Linked DNA regions of Zea mays: region 1 is linked to region 2. Evidence: chromatin contacts called from public Hi-C data. All regions are on one chromosome and are shown on one strand. Each heading gives the region's core, a stretch centred on a gene start, on an enhancer-like site or on the middle of the called end of the contact. The rest is flanking DNA. Distances are from core to core; before and after follow the strand shown.

Region 1 (4,801 bases), core at 1,129-3,628, 130 kb before region 2:
ATCTTGGTGTGGCTGGAAGAGATCAAGCCTGCAGTGGTATGGTATTGACAAGAATGCCGCTGCGTGGTCAGATTCGTCGTGCTGTTAGTGGAAGTCTGTGAACATCTCGTTGGAGTAGTTGTAAAAGGATTTTTTCTGTTTCGATGCAGGCTTTGTTGAGTTGGGTTCTGGTTTGAGACGGATTTTATGGCCTCTGGGGTTAGTGTTGGTGTAAGGTTTATGTGCCCGGTTGTTAGGTTTAAACTTATATTTAATCTCACCTATCTAACAAAACACTCTAGTCTATTTTATATTCTATAGTTAAGTATAAATAGAAACCGTAGCGACATACGAACACTTTGGTGCCAGCACAATATTGATGACGGTGAACAAATATACACGAACACGGCTGTATTTCATATTTTGCTTGGAGATTCCATCGGCCTTCTGGACCTGGACGTGCCGGATCCAAACAGAACATAAGGTTTTACGTTGCAAACGACTTACTAATCCCTCCACCTCAGCGTTATCATGCCACGTTAGAAAGGGTGGAGACTATACAGTGGCGGATCCATGATTGATTCAAGAGGAGGGCTACTAATCTAAGATTATAATTTTTTTAAACCAAACAAAAAAATATAATTGATGTTTATTGTTTAATATGACACAAGAAGCAAGATATAATTTAAACATTCAAAATCTTTTCATTTTGAATATCTACAAACATATCTCGCTCAATATAGCATAACATGTTTTATTCATCCATTCATCACAAAACCAAACATTAGATTACTACCAAATAAATAATCAAATCAAAACTTTAAATCAAACTTAAAATCACAAACCCCTGCTCGGCTCGGGCTCACGGTCACGGGCTCACGGCTGCTTGGTGCACGCCTCGCCTGCTCCCATGCTCCAGTCTTCGGTCACCGCGTGGACGCGTGGTTGGCGACTGGACAACGGCGAGTCGGCGGCCGGCAGCTAGACAACCTGCGAGTCGGCGGCTGGACTCCGGGCGCCGGCGAGCGGTGCTCCGGCCGTCCGGCGGTCCGGCCTCCAGGCTCCGGGTGAGCGGCGCTGTGGGTTGCAGCGGCGGCGGTGCTTCGGCCTCTGGGGTCCGAGCGTGGGCGGCTCCATAGCTGGCGGCGGCTGGAGCTGGAGGGTATAGGATAGAGGGAGGATGTTCACGGGGCTAGACGTGGCTGGAGCTAGGTGGCTGGAGCTGGGCTATCGCGCGGCGATGGGCCTATTCGCTTTACTGGGCTGCGACCGGGGCTGCAGCACAGACAGCCCCGGTTGGAGATCCGCCACTGAGACTATAGTTATAGTCTATACAGGGAGAGAGCACGAAAATGTTCAGAAAAACAGTGTGTAAATAGCGTTGGCATCATGGTCATCAAAAAAAAGTCATGATGCCTAGGTTTAGCTCGTGTTGAGGCCCACCAAAGCATATTGAAAAACAATTCAAATATTCAACCTTCTCGCACCGGTCTTTAGAATAAACCGAAATAGCATGATGAACCTAATTTAATAGACCTCCAATGTTTTCGCTGGAATGCTTGATTAAGACAGAGAAGAAGTGCCCAAGGATAACTTGTTAACCTATATATTTGTTGGGTTGTATGTGCATTAACAACTTACACTTTACACTGTTAGACAAAGAAAACATACAATATTTTACTTTCTAAATTTTAAATTATAAGACGTCATGATTTTTTAGATACACGGTTTTTTTATAGACCTAGACACGCACTATATTTAGATATATAGAAAAAATAATGTATCATAAAAATAAAACTTCTTATAATTTTAATTGGTTGGCATTCACCGCTCACTTTGTATTGAACTAAGGGGGCGTTTGAATGCGCTAGAGCTAATAGATAGTTAGCTAAAAATTTTCTAGTATAATTAACTAACTAACTATTAACTAATTTACTAAAAGTAGCTAATGGCTGAATTATTAGCTAGTCTGTTTGGATGACTTTAGCTAATTTTAGTAGCTACTCCCTGTGTCCACTTGATTTAGTCATTTTTGAGTTTGTCATAAGTCAAACTATTTTAAATTTAACCAACAATATATATATATAAAAGCTTAAATCATTTTAAAACTAAATGAATTATATATTATGGTAGTGCAAGTCATGATGAATCTAGCAATTTTACTTTTGTGTTGTAAAATCTTATGAAACATTCGGTATAATCGGTCAAAGTTGATAGTAATTCACTTATGACAAACCTAAAACTGAAGACAGCATTATATATATATATATATATATATATATTAGATTTACTCAAGAATTTTTACATAATTTTGCTGGAAATGAAGCAGAGACTGCTGATAAACTAGTGGATCTAATAATAATAAAGCTGAAGAGAGCCAAGTGGGCGGAAGAGGACCAAGATTTGCTCCACACCAACTTTCCCTGGCTATCCCCTTTTTCCTATTTTCCTTTCTGTTTTTGAAACGTGACGCACCCAACTGCCACTACCCATGCTTGCTTTTTAAGCTCTCCTCCTGGCGCTGCCTCTCGGCGCCATCGTTCCCTCCTCTGCACCCCCCATCCTCGGACATCCTCGCCTGCAGCAGACCCTCCTCTGGTGCGCGTGCGCCACCGGCGAGATGTCGAAGGTAAGCCGCGCCCGCTCCCGCGCTGCTCGCATTGGTCGCGATCTGGTTTCTTTCTGCCGGCCGTGCCCGTACGTGTGCGCAAAGCTGGTCGCCTTTCCAGAGGCACGGGGTTAGGATCGGATCTTGCTTTGGAACCCAAGGATGATTCGTTTTGCTTTTCTCTGCTTTTGCTCTTGCGTGCCTGCCTGCTGTGCACTGCTCATCACAGAATGGAAGAGTATTGGAACCGTTCGGTTTCCTCACATTCTTGGTTCTGGGATGCAGAAAATCGTGGTGAAGCTGCACCTGCAGGACAACAAGGACAAGCAGAAGGCCATGAAGGCTGTCTCGGCGCTCACCGGTACGGTACCGTGGCAGCATAGCAGCAGCAGCTGCTGCGGCTTTTCTCTCCTTCTTGTTACTGTTTCTCATCATCGTGCATGCAGGCCCAACCGTGTCCCCTGCTGGTTGTACGTGGTGTGCAGGCATCGACGAGATATCCGCGGACATGGCGTCGCACAAGATGACGGTGGTCGGCATGGTGGACCCCGTGAGCGTGGTGAGCAAGCTGCGCAAGGCGTCGTGGTCGGCGACCATCGAGTCCGTCGGCCCGGCCAAGGAGCCGGAGAAGAAGGACGGGGAGGCAGCCAAGAAGGACGGCGGCGAGGGGGAGAAGAAGGAAGGCGGCGAGGGGGAGAAGAAGGAAGCAGGCGAGGGGGAGAATAAGAAGGAAGCAGGCGGCGAGAAAGACAAGGACGGCAAGAAGGCGGCGCCGCCGACGGAGCAGCAGGTCCAGCTGGCCGAGCTGTTGAACCAGTATTACCGGGCCTCCTCCTACTACCCGTACCCGCCCGTGGCCACGCACTACCACGTCCAGAGCATGGAGGAGGACCCCAACTCCTGCACCGTCTGCTAAGGCGACTCATGGCATGGAGAATGATCTACGAAGGTGAAGAAGGTAGTGTTGAACCAGCATGCAGTTTCTTTTTTTTTTTTTCACTTCTAGATCGCGTTCTGGCTGCTCATGGAGGATACGCAGCGTGTCTGTATGTACAGTACATATAGAATAACACGTACGTACGTGTGGCGGTATATGTGTAAATGGGACTTCGCTTTCTGGGATAACCAGAGCTGTATGTAGCTAATACAGTTTTGGATTTTATACGAGTACTATTGATACATGCATGTTCGTGTGGTTACTCTAGTATTCACCTCCTCCTCCTCGGTACATGTGGATTAAGATGAATACTAGAATATCAAAACAAAACCTTAATGTTAAGAACAAGTTTACTATTGTAGCGCTGGTAAAGACTTTTGTAGTCTATATATGTATAATGGTTAGCTTTTTATAATTAATACACGGTAAACTTGTCTCTCCCACTTTTTTTTTGTTCTCGTGTATAAGTTGGTTGTTAGTTTATAGCCCGTTTCGAGCAAGTTTAATAATATAGCCCACATCATGTTGTATGAAATTATCATGTCACATATAGCCAACTAAATTTGTAGTCATCTAAAAATGCATGGTATATATTTAATGCTTGGCATATCTCTTCCTCTCATAGACTGCGTTGAAATCCTTGAGTAGCATGCTTTCAGTTGACTATTAGTGATCATCCCGCGTTTTCTTCTCTCTGTATCTCACTTTTGCATATCACCATAAACCTGATATGATATATTTTACAGCCGGACTACGTCACCTTATTATATTCGCTCCTTTACTCTCTTTCTTTCCTCAATCTTCCATGTTAATATTACAGCTACCTATTGTGCTCGCTCTGAGTAGTAGTATGCCTTTTTTTTCCCTTTGCTCGCCGTCAATTCGTCTTAGTGCTGTCAAGTCATGATATTCACAGCCCGTCCAAAAAAGGACTCTTGATTAACGGAGAAACAGAATCTTGATATGCCACAAGACGCCAACCGAGAAATGTTTTCCGCTGGTGGGGGCTCTTTGAGACTTGCTTGGTCCACGACAAGTTGAACACGAATGGCAAATTTTCAAACCAAGATGACAATTGGGAGCAGCGTGCCAAGCCGAGCCGACAACTCACACGACCTCGTAGCCGTAGGCTCATAGATAAGCAAACCTGCCCACAGTCCCCACACCTCAACTAGTCTCGATCTCACTCGAAACTGAAACTACGTAACGTAGCGGCAAAACATGGTGGATGATGCCATGGCACAAAGTATAATATGCATGACTACTTCTTTCTATCT
Region 2 (5,393 bases), core at 1,288-3,787:
ATAGCTATAAATTACATGTGTGTTGAACCTTCATATTGTATTGCAGGAGACATATGGACAGGAGATGGTTAAGAAGTATGGAGAAGACTACGATTGGCGAGGAGCGCCTACCATCGACGCTGAGGTTGTGCATTCACTTGGCGGCAAGGCGCATGGACGGTATGAACTTGTGAATTGTTTTCAATAATATTGAAACTACGACCGAATAGCTAATTTTCTTGTTCTTAAAGATATTCTATGTTTACCGGTGTTATCGATTCGACGGAGTTGCGTTCTCGTGGCGGCTCTTCGTCGCAGGCGGGCTGTGGTAGTAGCAGCCGTAGTCGCCGCTCTGTATCTAGCATGGAGGAAGCTATGAGGGAGCAGCAAGAAAAGTTTCGTGAAGAGATGCGGCAACAACAAATGGCATTTCTCCAACAGCAATCAGAGTACATGGCTGCTTACAACGCACAGGCGCAACAAGCAATGAACGTGAGTGTCTTATTTATTCTCAACACGCTCGATATTGGTTCTATAACTAATATATTATATTTGCAACAGTCTTGGTTTCCACAGCAGGCACAACAGCAACCATTTGTTTTCCCTCAATTTCAGCCGCCGATGCCTCAGTGGGGATTACATGCTCCGCCACCTCCACCTCCACCTCAGGTTATTCAATTTAGTTAAGACTTGTCGTTTGTATCAACCTAATTGTCAAATCTTTACTAAACTTGATTTTGTAGGGATCCGGGGTCATGGGCCACAACACGCCACCACCGGTCATACCAGCACCAGGAGCTTATGCAGGGGAGGGAGCTTATGCAGGAGAGGTTAGTTTGAGAAACAATTTGTTTGAATAGTCGTTATACATGTAACCAATGCCGTTATTAATGTCATCTTTTTTTTAGGATCCAACCCCGTTACACGACTTCGTCGACCAGTTATTGGCTTCTGGAGGTAGTGGACACAACTCCAACGACCCCAATGTGTGATTAAGTTAGCTTTGTGTCGCACTGTGTTGTAATGAACTATTTTGTGGACTTTATGTTTGTATGGACTATTTGTGGACTTTATATTTGTATGGACTCAAGTTTTATGTTGTGAACTCAAGTATGAATTTTCTGTGATTGTATGGAATTTCTGTTATTGTATGAATTTTGTATGAAATTCTGTTATTTTTCGCATTTTTTTTCATTTTTTTTTTTTGCTCTGAAATTAGTAATTTTCGGCGGCCCCTCTAGCCGTTGAAAATAGGTATTTTATTTTCGGCAGTTGTTATTTCTGGCGGCTGACTGGCTAGCCGCCGAAAATAAACTGTTATTTTCGGCGGCCAGGTAGCCAGCCGCCGAAAATAAGTTATTTTCGGCGGCCAGACACTGGCCGCCGGTTTTTTTTGGCGGCCAGAAGCCGCCGAAAATGACTGTAGCTGTTGTAGTGATCTAAACAAGGACAGTTGATGCATGGTGTTGAGTCGCGAATTTTTTTCCAGATATACGGACGTAGACGAATCCGATATTGGCTAGTGCGAGCAGCAACGTGCTAGCTAGACGCCTAGGTGAACAAGAACAAGGGTGATCCTCCGGTCCAGCATGCAGCTACACCGCACACACTACAAAGCCATGTGCGAACTACGGAACGCTCCTGCAAATGTTCGGCCACGTTCCCCTCTTTCAAAAAAAACGCGCGTATGCATTCTGGCTGCGAGTACTACTTGAGAATCGTATTTGGAGCCCGTATATCCCGAGAAAACAGAATTGCAGACGTGGCAAATAGCTTGCGTGTAGTTAGAAATAACAATAAATTCTAAATTTTAGTTTGGGAGCGAGAAAACCGGGGGATTGGATGGACTTGATTCTCTTTCTTATTTAAAATTAAATAAGAAGGGGAATCTAACCCTTCTAATTCTTTTCGATTTTATAGCTTCTAAAACTAAAAGATTTAAGGATTAGACCATTTTAGGATTGGACCATATTTCTATTTATTTTTAAACTAAAAATTATTTAGACCTCTATTATTTTACGAAAAAATATTTGGATTGCGATCCATTAGCACACCTGTTTGCAGGTGGTGCCTTGCGGACACCGATCGGGCAGCCGGTTCGGAGATTCGGAGCGTGCGTACGTGTGAATACCGTCAGAAGTTCAGAACACGTGGCAACAGAAAAAAAACATCATTTCCATCTGTATATAGTGCATGTTTTCGTATTATATACGTACCTTGAAAGAGTCCTGTCCGATGGCGCTTCGTGACCGCCGATCAGGGCCGAGCGTCAACGGCGACGCCAACAACAATGGCTCAGAACAACAAAAATAATGGCGCGCGTGTGCTCTCGCTGTCTCGTTGTTTCCATTGACTTGTTGGATTCCAATTCCAAGGAGGAAAAAGGAGTACTGTACTGTAAAGAATCTTGCCATGGCAAGTTTACCAAGTGAAACAATGGTTTCTGATTTCAACATTAATTTTTTCTTTCTTGCGTTTTACTACCAGGCAGCAACACATTCTAGACTCCCGTAGACGGAAGCAAGGACCGTCTGGCCGTCTACCTATGCTATGAATGGCCTCTGAGCTGAGCTTGGGCGGGCTGCCTGCCTGCCTGCCTGCCCGCCCGCGCTACCCGCTGCTCCAGTCCAGAGCCCAAGCCAAGCCTTGCGCGGTGCGCGCACCAGTTGGCCGTGTCAGTTCAACTACCACCAACCCCTGCGCTTTAATGCGGGAGCACCATCAATTCACTCTCACTCACTCGCCACGCACCGCTCGCTGCGCTGCAACCTCTGCTCCTTTTACCACCGGTCCGCCACCACCTTCCCTGCGCTGCTAGAGCCTTCCTGGCGGCGGCGGCGGCGGCGTGGATCGATATGGGCGCCGCGGCGCGGTCGGCATTGGCGTCCGCCGGCCGTGCGGCGAACGAGGCCGTGAGCTTCGTGGTGTTCCTGCTGCTGGACGCGCTGGAGGCGCTGCTGTGCGTGGCGTACAGGGTGGCGGACTACGTGGCGGAGGGCGCGTGGCGGCCCTGCTACTGCGCGCGCCCGTCCCCGGCGTCGTCGTCGGGCCCCGCAGGTGGGAAGATCGTCGTGTCGGAGCGGGGAGGCTCCAAGGTGGTCAGCATGCTGTCCGCCACCAGGCTGCACCTCGAGGACATCTCCGACACGCTGTACGCGCGCCGCCGCTCCGTGCTCGCGGTCGCGGGGGCGGCGTTTTCCTCCCCGCGGCGCGCGGCGGCGGGGGTCACCGTGCACTCCGCCCCCATCGTGCAGATGATGCTGCGGGGCAAGGCCGGCGGAGACGGCAGCAACAAGTACCCGTCGCCGCGCTGGTCCGACTGCCACTGCGCCAACTGCAACCCGGCGGACACGGGCCGCCTCTTCGTGCACGTCGAGGCGCCACCAGCTGGCGACGGCGGCGTGGCGACGGAGGAGGACGTGCTGTTCATCCACGGCTTCATCTCGTCGTCGGGGTTCTGGACCCAGACGGTGCTCCCGCACGTGAGCCCCGAGGCGCGGTCCCGGCGGCGGCTGTTCGCCGTGGACCTCCTGGGGTTCGGCCGCAGCCCCAAGCCGGCGGACTCGCTGTACACGCTGCGGGAGCACGTGGAGATGATCGAGCGGTCCGTGATCGAGCGCCACGGGGTCAAGTCCTTCCACATCGTGGCGCACTCGCTGGGCTCCATCCTCGCGCTCGCGCTCGCCGTCAGGTACCCCGCCGCGGTCAAGTCCCTCACGCTCGTCGCGCCGGTACGTGTAGTGTTCTCGACATCATCTCATTCCGCGTGCGCTCTCTCTGTCTCTCTCTCTCTGACGCTAGCGCTAGCGCTAATGCAGCCGTACTTCCCGGTGCCGCGCGGGGAGGTCGGCACGCAGTACGTGCTGCGGACGGTGGCGCCGCGGCGGGTGTGGCCGGCCATCGCGTTCGGCGCCTCCGTGGCCTGCTGGTACGAGCACCTCAGCCGCACCGTCAGCATCGTGCTCTGCAAGCACCACCGCCTCTGGGAGCTCGCCTTCCGCGTCTTCACCCTCTACAGGTACGTCGCTCGCGTACGTGGATGAAATAATAATAATAATAATAATAATAATAATAATAATAATAATAATAATAATAATAATAATAATAATAATAATAATAATAATAATAATAATAATAATAATAATAAGTAGTAGTAGTAGTAGCAATAACAGTAATAATAAGGGGAAAATTCAAGGAGTTCAGTGCGCATCTGCGAGGTGAAATTAGGTCAGCGACCGACCGGCTCAACGGCATTTTCTTTGCATCCAACAAGAGGTTTTTGTTGGGTCATGGTTCACGATACGCCGCGCATATGGCCATCTTCCTCCATTCCATTGGTTCGGTTTGATTTGCACAAACCTACGGGCTAGTACTAATCAAGCTCACAGAGGAGACCATCATATCAATAGGATCTCAAGGGTACTCCACTCCACTCTCTTCGTACTGCAGCATTTAGGACCTCCGGTAGGGCCCAGCTGAGCCTGCGCCGCTTCGTCGATGTGATCAATGGCAGTTAATAGGGTGCATAGGAACCAGTTGACCGCGGTCTACCGTTCGGGTGCTTCTGTTGAGCTTGAGGGCCGGCCGGCCATCTGCCGGTCCACCGCCGGTGCCGTGTGGCATGGCCAGCCCACTGACCAACCTACTGCGCCCCAGCTACTCGGCTGATTTCACTAAATCCTATAGATCTCTTGGACCGTTATAAACTGCGACTCGATTTAATTCTATGACAAGTAAAAGGGTTTTCTAGTTTCGGTCAAATTTGTATAAAAAGATATATAACGTCTGTTACATCAAAGAAGATTCATCGCAGGCGTCGTGTGATATATTTTGACAGTGGATTTGTTTGGTATTGTAGATGTTGACACTTTTTTTTGATAAATTTGATCAAACCTCGATTAGTTTAACTTAGAACCAAACAAAAAGAAGTTGTAAAATTTAAAATAGAGGTACTGTCAGACTCAGGCCACGCAAGGCAGCATAAGTTCTGCGGAACATTTTGGGGTGGGATTTTTTTTACGTTTCTTGTATGAATATGGTTTTAAGAATGTTTTTATTTCTTCAAAGCTTTCAATGCTCCACAACGTTTGCTGGAGAGAGTCAGAGAGAGAGAGCAACTTACTTTCGTAGGAAACAAACGCAAGTATCGTTCATTTTTAGATCCAACAGCCAACAGGGTTTTTTTTTCACGAAATGGTGCATCGTCCTACTAATGCCTAAAGGTAAGCTAGCGTATTTAGCAGCGTAAGAATCAAAGGAAATGGCCATTAATCGTCCAACACCCCCGCTCCCAGCAAGATTTGGTTAAGCGTGCCATAAAAGGAGCGGATACAGATCATCGTCTCTCCATTCAGATGTATCCAGCGGGGTGCGGGTGCACGTACTCCCAACTACCAACTAAAAACAAGCACAGC

Evidence for each region. A called contact is a pair of places that touch in the nucleus more often than the background predicts.
Region 1: a Hi-C map of ear shows a contact between it and region 2, with 5 times the contacts expected there. The contact joins the promoter of LOC103637420 here to the promoter of LOC103637402 in region 2. A contact is called at or near these places in 12 of 25 Hi-C or Micro-C datasets (bundle sheath, ear, leaf and 4 more) and 2 of 3 datasets of contacts at active chromatin or transcription factors (leaf and seedling).

Annotation. Positions count from the first base shown.
Region 1 is chr1:82,968,268-82,973,068 of Zm-B73-REFERENCE-NAM-5.0, reverse strand. LOC103637420 (Heavy metal transport/detoxification superfamily protein) reads left to right here and starts at 2,378. Exons shown (of 3, transcript XM_008659627.4): 1 at 2,378-2,608; 2 at 2,873-2,948; 3 at 3,073-3,768. The coding sequence starts at 2,600. The coding sequence ends at 3,503. It overlaps LOC103637435 (protein LAZ1 homolog 2), which reads left to right. Exons shown (of 5, transcript XM_008659634.3): 5 at 1-268.
Region 2 is chr1:82,837,381-82,842,773 of Zm-B73-REFERENCE-NAM-5.0, reverse strand. It overlaps LOC103637402 (alpha/beta-Hydrolases superfamily protein), which reads left to right and starts at 2,537. Exons shown (of 3, transcript XM_008659607.4): 1 at 2,537-3,710; 2 at 3,798-3,997. The coding sequence starts at 2,835. It overlaps LOC103637411 (a long non-coding RNA gene), which reads right to left. Exons shown (of 4, transcript XR_558157.3): 4 at 5,247-5,393.